Regions from separate parts of the Mus musculus genome. Here region 2 is linked to region 1. The links are chromatin contacts, called in public Hi-C maps. All regions are on one chromosome and are shown on one strand. Each heading gives the region's core, a stretch centred on a gene start, on an enhancer-like site or on the middle of the called end of the contact. The rest is flanking DNA. Distances are from core to core; before and after follow the strand shown.

Region 1 (4,761 bases), core at 700-3,199:
CCGAAAGAGAGGCAGGAGAGAACTCTAAAGAATCTGAATAGCTGGTATGACCTAGATAAAATGTAAAGTTTAAAACTTTATTTGCTTTATAGTCCCAACAGATGTTCTAATATTTGAAGATACGGACACATAAGTCTTCTTGGGACTTGGTAGTGTAGGATTTTTCTAGACCACTGAATAATGATAATTGCTAATATGAATAATCTGTGTAAGGTGAAATTTTTCCAAATACTATGTGACTGTCTCACTTGTCCCTAAAAGTGACTCTGTAGGCACCAAGGAAACCAACACCCACGAAGATGAGCTTCATTGCTTAAAGCTTGAAGACCAGATTGTTCAGCAATACCCCATGCTCAGCACCCTGCTCTCTTAGAGCGGGATGCTCTGCTATGCCCCTACAGCAATCCATCATTTGAGCAGCAAGCCCCTGTCTCCATTCTATCTTTGTAGCCAGATAACTGATTTCTGGATTTTGGTGAATCCCTAGACCTGAATTCTGGACCTAGCTAGTCAGGGTCTTTAGTCACATGGTTTCTGCAGTTCCTTTTCCTTGCTTTTGACTTGGGGGAGTCCTGTGCCTAAAGATTCTCCTCCCCTGCCTGGCTGAGTGTCTGCAGCTCACCTGTAATTCACAGTGCAGAGGAGCCAGCAGCATAGAAAATCTTACTCTCTGCCAGCCAAGAAGGAGCAGGTGGCTGTCAGTTTTGTATGTTCTGGGGAAGCTATTTGTCAGTGATAACCTAGATAGCAGTGGCTGGCTGCAGAAGGATCTCTCCCCTGGCATATGGTCTGTTTAGATTCCTACTGCTGCCTCATCTGTGCATGCTCTTGTTATTCCCACAAAACTGGTGAATATAAAAGTAGAGGTAAATAAAAAAATATCTGAATCAGCAACCTGGGCTCCATCTTCTCTCTGGTTAAAGATTGTGAGCTAAAAATACAACCCTAGCTGTTTGGTGCTTTAAGATAGAAGAGGTGGGATGCAGATATTTTGATAATTCGGTTGCTAAGCGACGATTTCCCGATTATGTAAGCTTCCATCATCGCCAGTGGTGTGGAGGGGGCGGTAACGGATGCTGACGCAAAGAGCACGCAGAAGGTATCTTTCATGCGCCAGTGCCAGCGTCTGAGATCTGGCTTTGGAGAATATATCTAGGTAAGAAGGAAATGCCCCAAGCCACAAAGGCCTGTGCTCTACAAGAATGTGCGATTGTTTAATCTTACAGTTGGATGTGCAGGAGTTTACCAAATGACCTCAGCTTCAGGGAAGGAACACAGTTTGTCCTTTGAATCACGATATGCTCCCATCAAAAATCAGGAAATATGAATAAAACTGAGGATCGGGGTTGACTATTCTCAGTTAGTAGCCCTGACTTTACTAAATCTTTAGGGCAGACTTGCAAGGCTACTGACGCTATTCGCTCTGTATAAATGAGAGCTACTCTAGACCTTGCCCGGGCTGACCCTGGATGGATATAAACACGTGAGTCCAGGACGGTGTTTTTCTCTTTGCACACATTTCATCGGCGATCATGCTACCTGTGTTAGTCAGGGTTTCTATTCCTGCACAAAACATCATGACCAAGAAGCAAGTCGGGGAGGAAAGGGTTTATTCGACTTACACTTCCACATTGCTGTTGATCACCAAAGGAAGTCAGGACTGGAACTCACACAGGTCAAGAAGCAAGAGCTGATGCAGAGGCCATGGAGGGATGTTACTCGCTTGCTTCCCCGGCCTTGCTCATCTTGCTTTCTTATAGAGCCTAGGACCACCAGCCCAGGCATGGCACCACCCACAATGGGCCTTTCCACCCTTGATCACCAACTGGGAAAATGCCCCACAGCTGGATCTCATGGAGGCACTTCCTCAAGGGAGTCTTCTTCCTCTGTGATGACTCCAGCTTCTGTCACGTTGACACAAAACCAGCCAGTACATGACCTTAGTGTCATTTGCACAGTGTGCCTTTTCATTCTCTTATGAGTCAGTACTTCTTTTTCCTCCCTATGCAAGGATTTATCTCCAATCCTTTGTGGTTGATTTGCTGAATTTCCAAGGAGATTATGTTTGTGTGTGTGTGTGTGTGTGTGTGTGTGTGTGTGTGTGTTATTATTGTTTTTAAAAGAATCTTCTCAGAGTATCAAAACAAGTTAAATAAGAAAATTGTACCTAAGCTGAAAATTAAGATAACTTCATGTTACTTAAAACGGTCTTTATTTTCGCTAGACCATACCTCTGACTCATGGGTTGACAGGGGGAAGTTTCTTAATGTGTCTGTTTGCAGCATGGCCCGGGGACTGTGGAAATTTCTTTTGAATGAGTTGGAGTTGAGCTAAAAATGAGGTAAGCCTGAAGCTGTAGGGAGAAATGGAATTTTTTTAGTTAATATTTCTCATTCTTTGAAATTACTGTACATGTACAGAGTAATCATATCCGTCTACCATTCCCTCCCTCCAATGTCCTGCATGGTTGTCACCCCCTCCCCCCTACCAGCCCCCATGGCCTCATTGATTCCACATGTAGGATAGTTTTCTTTCGTCTGCTATGGCAACAATAAAGAGGATAACCATGCCATATTGTATGATGTCCATATCAGTATCCAAAGCCCTATTTCTGTTTACGCCTCCTGCTTGCAGTGAGGCCGTGAGCATTTACTCACCGTTTTTGTGGCTCACTGATGCCATCCGTGGAAATGAAGCTCAGAGGCATTCAATAACCTTTCCAAGGTCCCAGAGGGCAGGCCAAGGTTCTGTTCTTTCCTCTGGCTAATGGCCGGCGCTGTTTATTATTGCTGTTGCTTTCTTGACCTTTGGCCGTTAGAGTCACCGATGTCCTCACACCGCCCTTCACTCTGCTCAGGTTTTGTCTTCGGCGGCTTACCTCTCTCAAGTACTCTCTGTGCTATTGCGGTAGGAGATCTGGGCCAGTGAAGCTAAATTTATACTCCCCTAGAAATTAAATTAAGTCATATTTTAAGTGGACTGTATGCGAATAAACAGGGACTTCTGTGTTAATTTCAGATATTTGGCTGTGGCGTTTGGGAAAGTCCTGGACTTTTGGGAGAGCTTATGTAGAACTCAAAGTACATACAGAGTAATTATTTGATAATCGTCCAACCCAATTCAGCAGACTGCGTTGTATTTATTTGTGTGAAACCACAGAATTAGATGCTGTGAGAGATAAAATAGATAAGACACTGTCTACCCTTTCATGCCTTGCTAGTTGTGAGCAAAAGAAGCAGCCCTTGTTTCCTGATCTTTTCTTTGATGTCTTTGCTGGATAAGCACCTGCACACATGTTGCATTTCTTCTCTCTGTCTCTGTCTCTGTCTCTGTCTCTGTCTCTGTCTCTGTCTCTGTCTCTCTCTGTCTCTCTCTCTGTCTCTCTCTCTCTCTCTCTCTCTCTCTCACACACACACACACACACACACGCCTAAAAAAGAATGAAAGCAAATCTTTATAAACCCAACCCAGTCAATGAAACCAACAACACAGGATTTCCAAGTCATCTGCCCTACTAAGCCTTTCCCTTACTTTAAATACCAAACATGCTTTGTACGTCTCACCTACTACATTTGCTTATAAGATAAGACATGGCATTTTTAGAATGCTTATGGATTCTTTCAGAATTTTTGAGGGATAGTCAAACACCTCGATGAGCACCTGTTAGCCCCCTGGCTATTTCGTTAAGATTCTTTTATTTGTTCACTTGTAACATTCTTATCTTTGCTCCTTCAGAGCCTGCCTGGAAGTTCCAGCAGAGAACAGCTTCTCAGTTACTCTTGGTCCAAGATCGCCCTTCTTTTCTCCAGGAGGGATGTCCTCTCTTACAGAGCACAGCAGTTTTTACCTGAGGTGTATATGAAGCACCGAGGAAAGAAGGGGTCATTCACAATCCACGTAGCCAGCTAGGTCACCGCTCAACCCTAGTGATCAGGGGGGTGGTACACATTGTAACGACTTCCCTCACATCCTCATTATTGCTTCTTCTACGGGATGTTCCTAGGGTCTTTAGCTCACTTTAAACGGTTCTGGTCCTCTGCTAAAGCATCAGCTACAAGTCGCTACAGTATTTGTGTTGCTGCTGATCACAGATGCTCTTGCTGTCTTGTCTAACTCTCCTTCTGATGTAGAAGGATCTTGGCAGTGGTACCTCATTCATCTTTCAGATGCTTGCTATTGCTTTTTTTTTCTTTTCTTTTCTTTTTTTTTTTTTTTTTTTTTTTTTTTTAATGGCAGTGTTGATGGCAAAAGCTTGCACATGCACTCACCCAGCTGCTTCAAAGGTCTGACGGGGTGATATCCTCTCACCTCCACTGTCCAAAGTCAGCCACATGGTTGACCCACAGTTAGAGTATAAGGGCAGATTTGGGCTACAAAGAAAAAGCCATGGAACAAAGAGCAGACCAAGAGAAAGGGCACAAAGTATCTGATAGCTGAGCACATTCAGAAGACTATGTTTCTGTCACTTTGAAAAATACATCATCTGACAAGGAAAAATAAGAATTATATTTTAGAAGGTAGCTGCCATGTATGTAACATGAATTATTAGTTTCTAATAAGTAGTTATTTGTCAGTTAGTTGAAATACAGTACAGATGAACCCAGATATTCAGTTCCTGTTGTGGAAAACAGTTGTGACTTCTTCAATCTTAAGAAGCATTTTAAATACAATTTGATTTTTTTAATATTCAAAATGAAAGAGAGAGAGAGAAGGAGAGAAAGAGAGAGAAAGAGGGAGGGAGGGAGAGAGAGAGAGAGAGAG
Region 2 (4,311 bases), core at 794-3,293, 36 kb after region 1:
AGACTATTAAATGATGGAAGGAAAAAGATCAGAAGCATAAGTGTGTAAAGGAAGATGTACTGGAATAACACCTGACTTTTCAGTGGAGACACCAAAAGCCAGAAAGGCCTTGACAGATGTTCTACAAACGTTATCAGATCACAGATGCTAGCCCAAACTTCTATACTCAGCAAAACTATCACTCACAATAGTTTTCACCAGGAATTAGTATAGCCAGTGGCTACTCAATACCAAAAGGCTAACCCTAAAAACATACATACCATACAAGCAACATTATACGGACTGAGCAGGTTATAGGTTATATTTAGGAATATATGTTGGATATTCATGTGACTGGATTCGTAGGAAAGTCTGTCCAGATTGTGGACTCCCTTTGTAAACTTTGTATACTTTGTAAATCCTCAAGGCAGGAAAGTGGATCATCTACCCACTGAGGAATTTTCAGTCTGTCTAACTCTCACAAAGATCAGCCCCAGCCCCTCAAACGGACCCTCCCCAGATTATGCTAATTTTAGGTGAAAAGTATTCACAAAAGCCACTAATCCCTGAATAGGAAATCCCACCAATTTTTGAACTTCTGACAGAAACCCTCCAATCCCTGAACTTCTGACAGAAACCCACCAATCCCTGGGCACCAAAGTCCACCAAATCCCTGATTGGCAAAACCCACCAATCCCTAAGCACCCCCAAAGTCAGGCCTTGAAATCCCATGTATCCTCACCCTGGAAATTTCAACCCTAGAAAGCTCCATCCCCAAGAGCTCCACCCCCAATATAAGCACTGGACTTTGTCCCATTCCCAGCTGTCTGCTCCCTCCACGGAGCAGAGGCAGCCAGTCCTGGATTTGTCCCTCCACAGCCTGGACCCTCCAATAAATCTCTTTTATGAGATTTGCTGACTGATGTGGCTCTCTCTCATCAGAAGGCAAGAAACAACGAAGAGAAGAAGGGAAGAGAAAAATAGGGGCTGAGGTTCTTAAGCTTCTCGGCTCAGATCTGGATACCCACCCCACTCCTGGGAGCTGCCACCTCTGCCGCGGAGACTTCTGCTCAGAGATATGTGGTTCCTGGGCTCCTGTATCTCAGGATATCCTTCCATTGGAACACTGTCCCATCTCAGAACTGTGTGGTCCTGCACTTCAGAGTCCCAGGACACCTTTCCATCCAAGCAGAAAGGCCAACACTATATATGTCTAGACATATAAACAAACATACATCTACATGTACATATGCGTCATATACATTATATACACACTGTACAAATCACACACAGACACACAGACACAGACACACACACATATATACACATATCTATATATATAGATATATATGTAGAGAGAGAGGGAGGGAGAGAGAGAGAGAGAAAGAGAGAGACAGAGAGTGAGAGAGAGAGAGAGAGAGAGAGAGAGAGAAGCCATGGATTTGAAGGAAAATAAGTTCAGATAATGGGAGGGTAGAGAGATGGAATAATTATATTCTCAAAAATAAAATAAGAAAGCAAAGAACAATAGTAATAAAAACATTTTCCTTTAGCTCAAAAATATCTACACAGAACAGCACACATGCTCAATGCCGAAAATAATAACAACACGGAATTTAAAGCCACCCATTCCATTACTAACACCTCTTCCCCATACTTTCCCTTCTTCTCTTTGCTCGAATATGTTCCTAGGAACAATAGCCATGCTATTTTATCTCTACATATAAATTTCTAAAATAATACGTGTCTCTGTGGATAACATTTGTTTTCACTTTGAAAAGCGAAGAGGATTTTAGAAGACATTCCGCCTTCACCGCTGAGACCACGCTTTGTGAGGAAGGCCTGGAAAGTCTACCCTTGTGACTTCAAGGACATATTAGAAATATTTATAGTGCTTTTCCGTTCTGAGTAAATCAGCCGCTCGGAGATGCTTCTCGAATGCTTATGACAGTGCTGGTTGAATCACCTCTTTTGTTTTTCGTGTTCAGATTGTAAGGAGCAAGTAGCATTTTCAAAGCTGAGTATTACTCAGAACCAGCTCCCTCCCTAGGAATGAGTGACGTGAGAAATGAAAGTTTTAAATAGCTGTGGATCACCACAGGAAGTGCACGACATGAAGTTGGTTATGCATATATTACATGTGTTTTGAAGAGGAAGTAAACAAAAGAGAAAGTCAAGGAACACAAATATTTTCACTTATAGGACCCATGTTTTTCTTTGAAAACCAGTGTTGTTTTCTTGATGAGAGGGAAAAAAGACATGGCTTATTATATTTTCTACTATGTATCTTCTTTTAACTGTAAAGTTAGCAGGTAAATGAGTTGCTGAAATTAATTAGTTGAACACACACTCACACACACACACACTCACACTCATACACACACTCACACACACACTCACACACACACACACTCACACACATACTCACGCACACACTCACACACACACACACTCTCTCTCTCTCTCTCTCTCACACACACACACACACACACACACAAATAACAGTATCTTATGACCTCAAGTCACATTCATTACACAGTATCATGTATAAATTATCTATCATGGCTTGGCTCTTACATGTTCCTCAAAGGTTCTTGTTTGGAAGAAAGGTTTCCATCTAGCTATTACTAGGTGGCACGTTTAGGACAGAAGTTCTCAAACTAGTCATGACCTCTTTGGGATTCAAAGAAACTTTTCACAGGGGCCACAAATCAGATATCCTGCATATCAGATATTTACATTATAATTCATAACAGTAGCAATGTTAGTTATGAAGTAGCAATGAAAATAATTTTACTGGTGGGAGTCACCATAACATGAGGAACTGCATTTAAAATGTCACAATGGGCTGGAGAGATAGCTCAGCAATTAAGAGTACTGACTGTTCTTCCAGAGGTCCTGAGTTCAAATCACAGCAACCACATGTTGGCTCACCACCATCTGTAATGGGTTCCGATGCCCTCTTCTGGTCTGTCTGAAGACAGCTACAGTGTACTCATATACATAAAATAAACTAAAACAAAAACAAACAAAAAACACACGTGCACACACACATAAAGTGTCACAGCATTAGGAAGGGGACACTTAGTAAAAGGAAGTGAGGTTTCTGGGGGCGTGCTCTTGAAGGGATAATTGAGGACTCAGCCCCTCATTTCTCTTTTTACTTCCAGACTTCATGAAGGTTACCGTTTCTTCTGTAGCTATGCTCACAGCATCAGAGATTACAACAACCACAGACTGAAAGCCTCTGAGACTGTGTGTCAAAGTAGGAGATTTCTTTTCCAGCTGATTATCTTCATGTCTTGTTTCAGTGATGGAAAACCAGAAACACTATTCTAGTTTATGTCACCATGCTAGTTAGCCATTAATTAATTTTTATTATGTCCTTTTTCTTCCTGTGCTGTTTCATATTAATTTTTTTATCATGCGTGCTGTCTTCAAAAATAGTTTTATTGAGGCACAGTTCACATACCACACTCTGCTGGTCACCTAGTAAGAGGGAACCTCAGCTGAGGAATTATCTCTATTAGATTGGCTCATGGGCATGTATGTGCGGCTGTTGTATTGGCTGATAAATGATGTGGGTGGGACCATCCACAGAATGATGGTCCTGTGTGGGAAGCCACATGTGCCTTTGCAGGGTGGTGCTGGCTTCTGCTGGCCACCACACATACATAGGCAGTAAAGTTCTTTTGCCAAGATGAGGTTTTGAGAATTAACCAAAATTAACCAATCAGATGAGAGACAAGTTAACCAATCAGATGAGAGAGAACTTAACCAATCAGATGTAGGCATGCAAATGAGGTGGTAAGCATAACCCAAGCACAACCAATCCAGGTGTGAGACACGCCTCTCCTAGGCCTATATAAGCAGCACCAGTTCAGGGCTCGGGGTCTCTTCGCCTCTGCAATCACGCTCTCCCAATAAACGTGTGCAGAAGGATCCTGTTGCAGCATCGTTGTTCTTGCTGGCGAGACAAGCGAGGCGTGCAAGAGTCCTGGGCTGCTGCAACCCGAGCAAGGCATGGGGAGAAAGTCAGTAAGCATCATTTTTCCCATAGCCCCTGCTTCATTTCCTGTCTCGGGTTCCTTCCTTGAGCTCCCGTGTTGGCTTCCTTTGGTAATGGGTTGTAACCTGTATGCCAAATAAACCCTTCCCACCCCAGGCTACCCAGGTTACTTTGGGTCTGGATGTTTATCACAGTAACTGAAAGCGATCCAGGACATATCCCATTCACCCAGTCTAGAACATCAGCGGTTTTCAGTACATCCACATGAACGTTCAACCACTGCCATAGTAAAGTTTAGAAGGCTTCTGTCACCTCTAAATATG

What was found. A called contact is a pair of places that touch in the nucleus more often than the background predicts.
Region 2: a contact with region 1 is called in a Hi-C map of adipose-derived mesenchymal stem cells, with 2.3 times the contacts expected there. The contact joins two enhancer-like sites. A contact is called at or near these places in 1 of 15 datasets of contacts at CTCF or cohesin (the NIH/3T3 cell line), 8 of 484 Hi-C or Micro-C datasets (the HPC-7 cell line, Th1 cells, adipose-derived mesenchymal stem cells and 5 more) and 1 of 115 datasets of contacts at active chromatin or transcription factors (embryonic fibroblasts).

The regions. Positions count from the first base shown.
Region 1 is chr15:91,613,467-91,618,227 of GRCm38.p6, forward strand. No RefSeq gene overlaps it. Among named protein-coding and RNA genes, the nearest start is that of Slc2a13, 43 kb to the left of the region's middle. Within about 2 kb of position 1,950, at least 74 of the 459 cell types and tissues checked have an H3K27ac peak or open chromatin away from gene starts, as enhancers often do. A contact at or near this core is called in adipose-derived mesenchymal stem cells, where this site is marked.
Region 2 is chr15:91,649,643-91,653,953 of GRCm38.p6, forward strand. No RefSeq gene overlaps it. Among named protein-coding and RNA genes, the nearest start is that of Lrrk2, 21 kb to the right of the region's middle. Within about 2 kb of position 2,044, at least 57 of the 459 cell types and tissues checked have an H3K27ac peak or open chromatin away from gene starts, as enhancers often do. A contact at or near this core is called in adipose-derived mesenchymal stem cells, where this site is marked.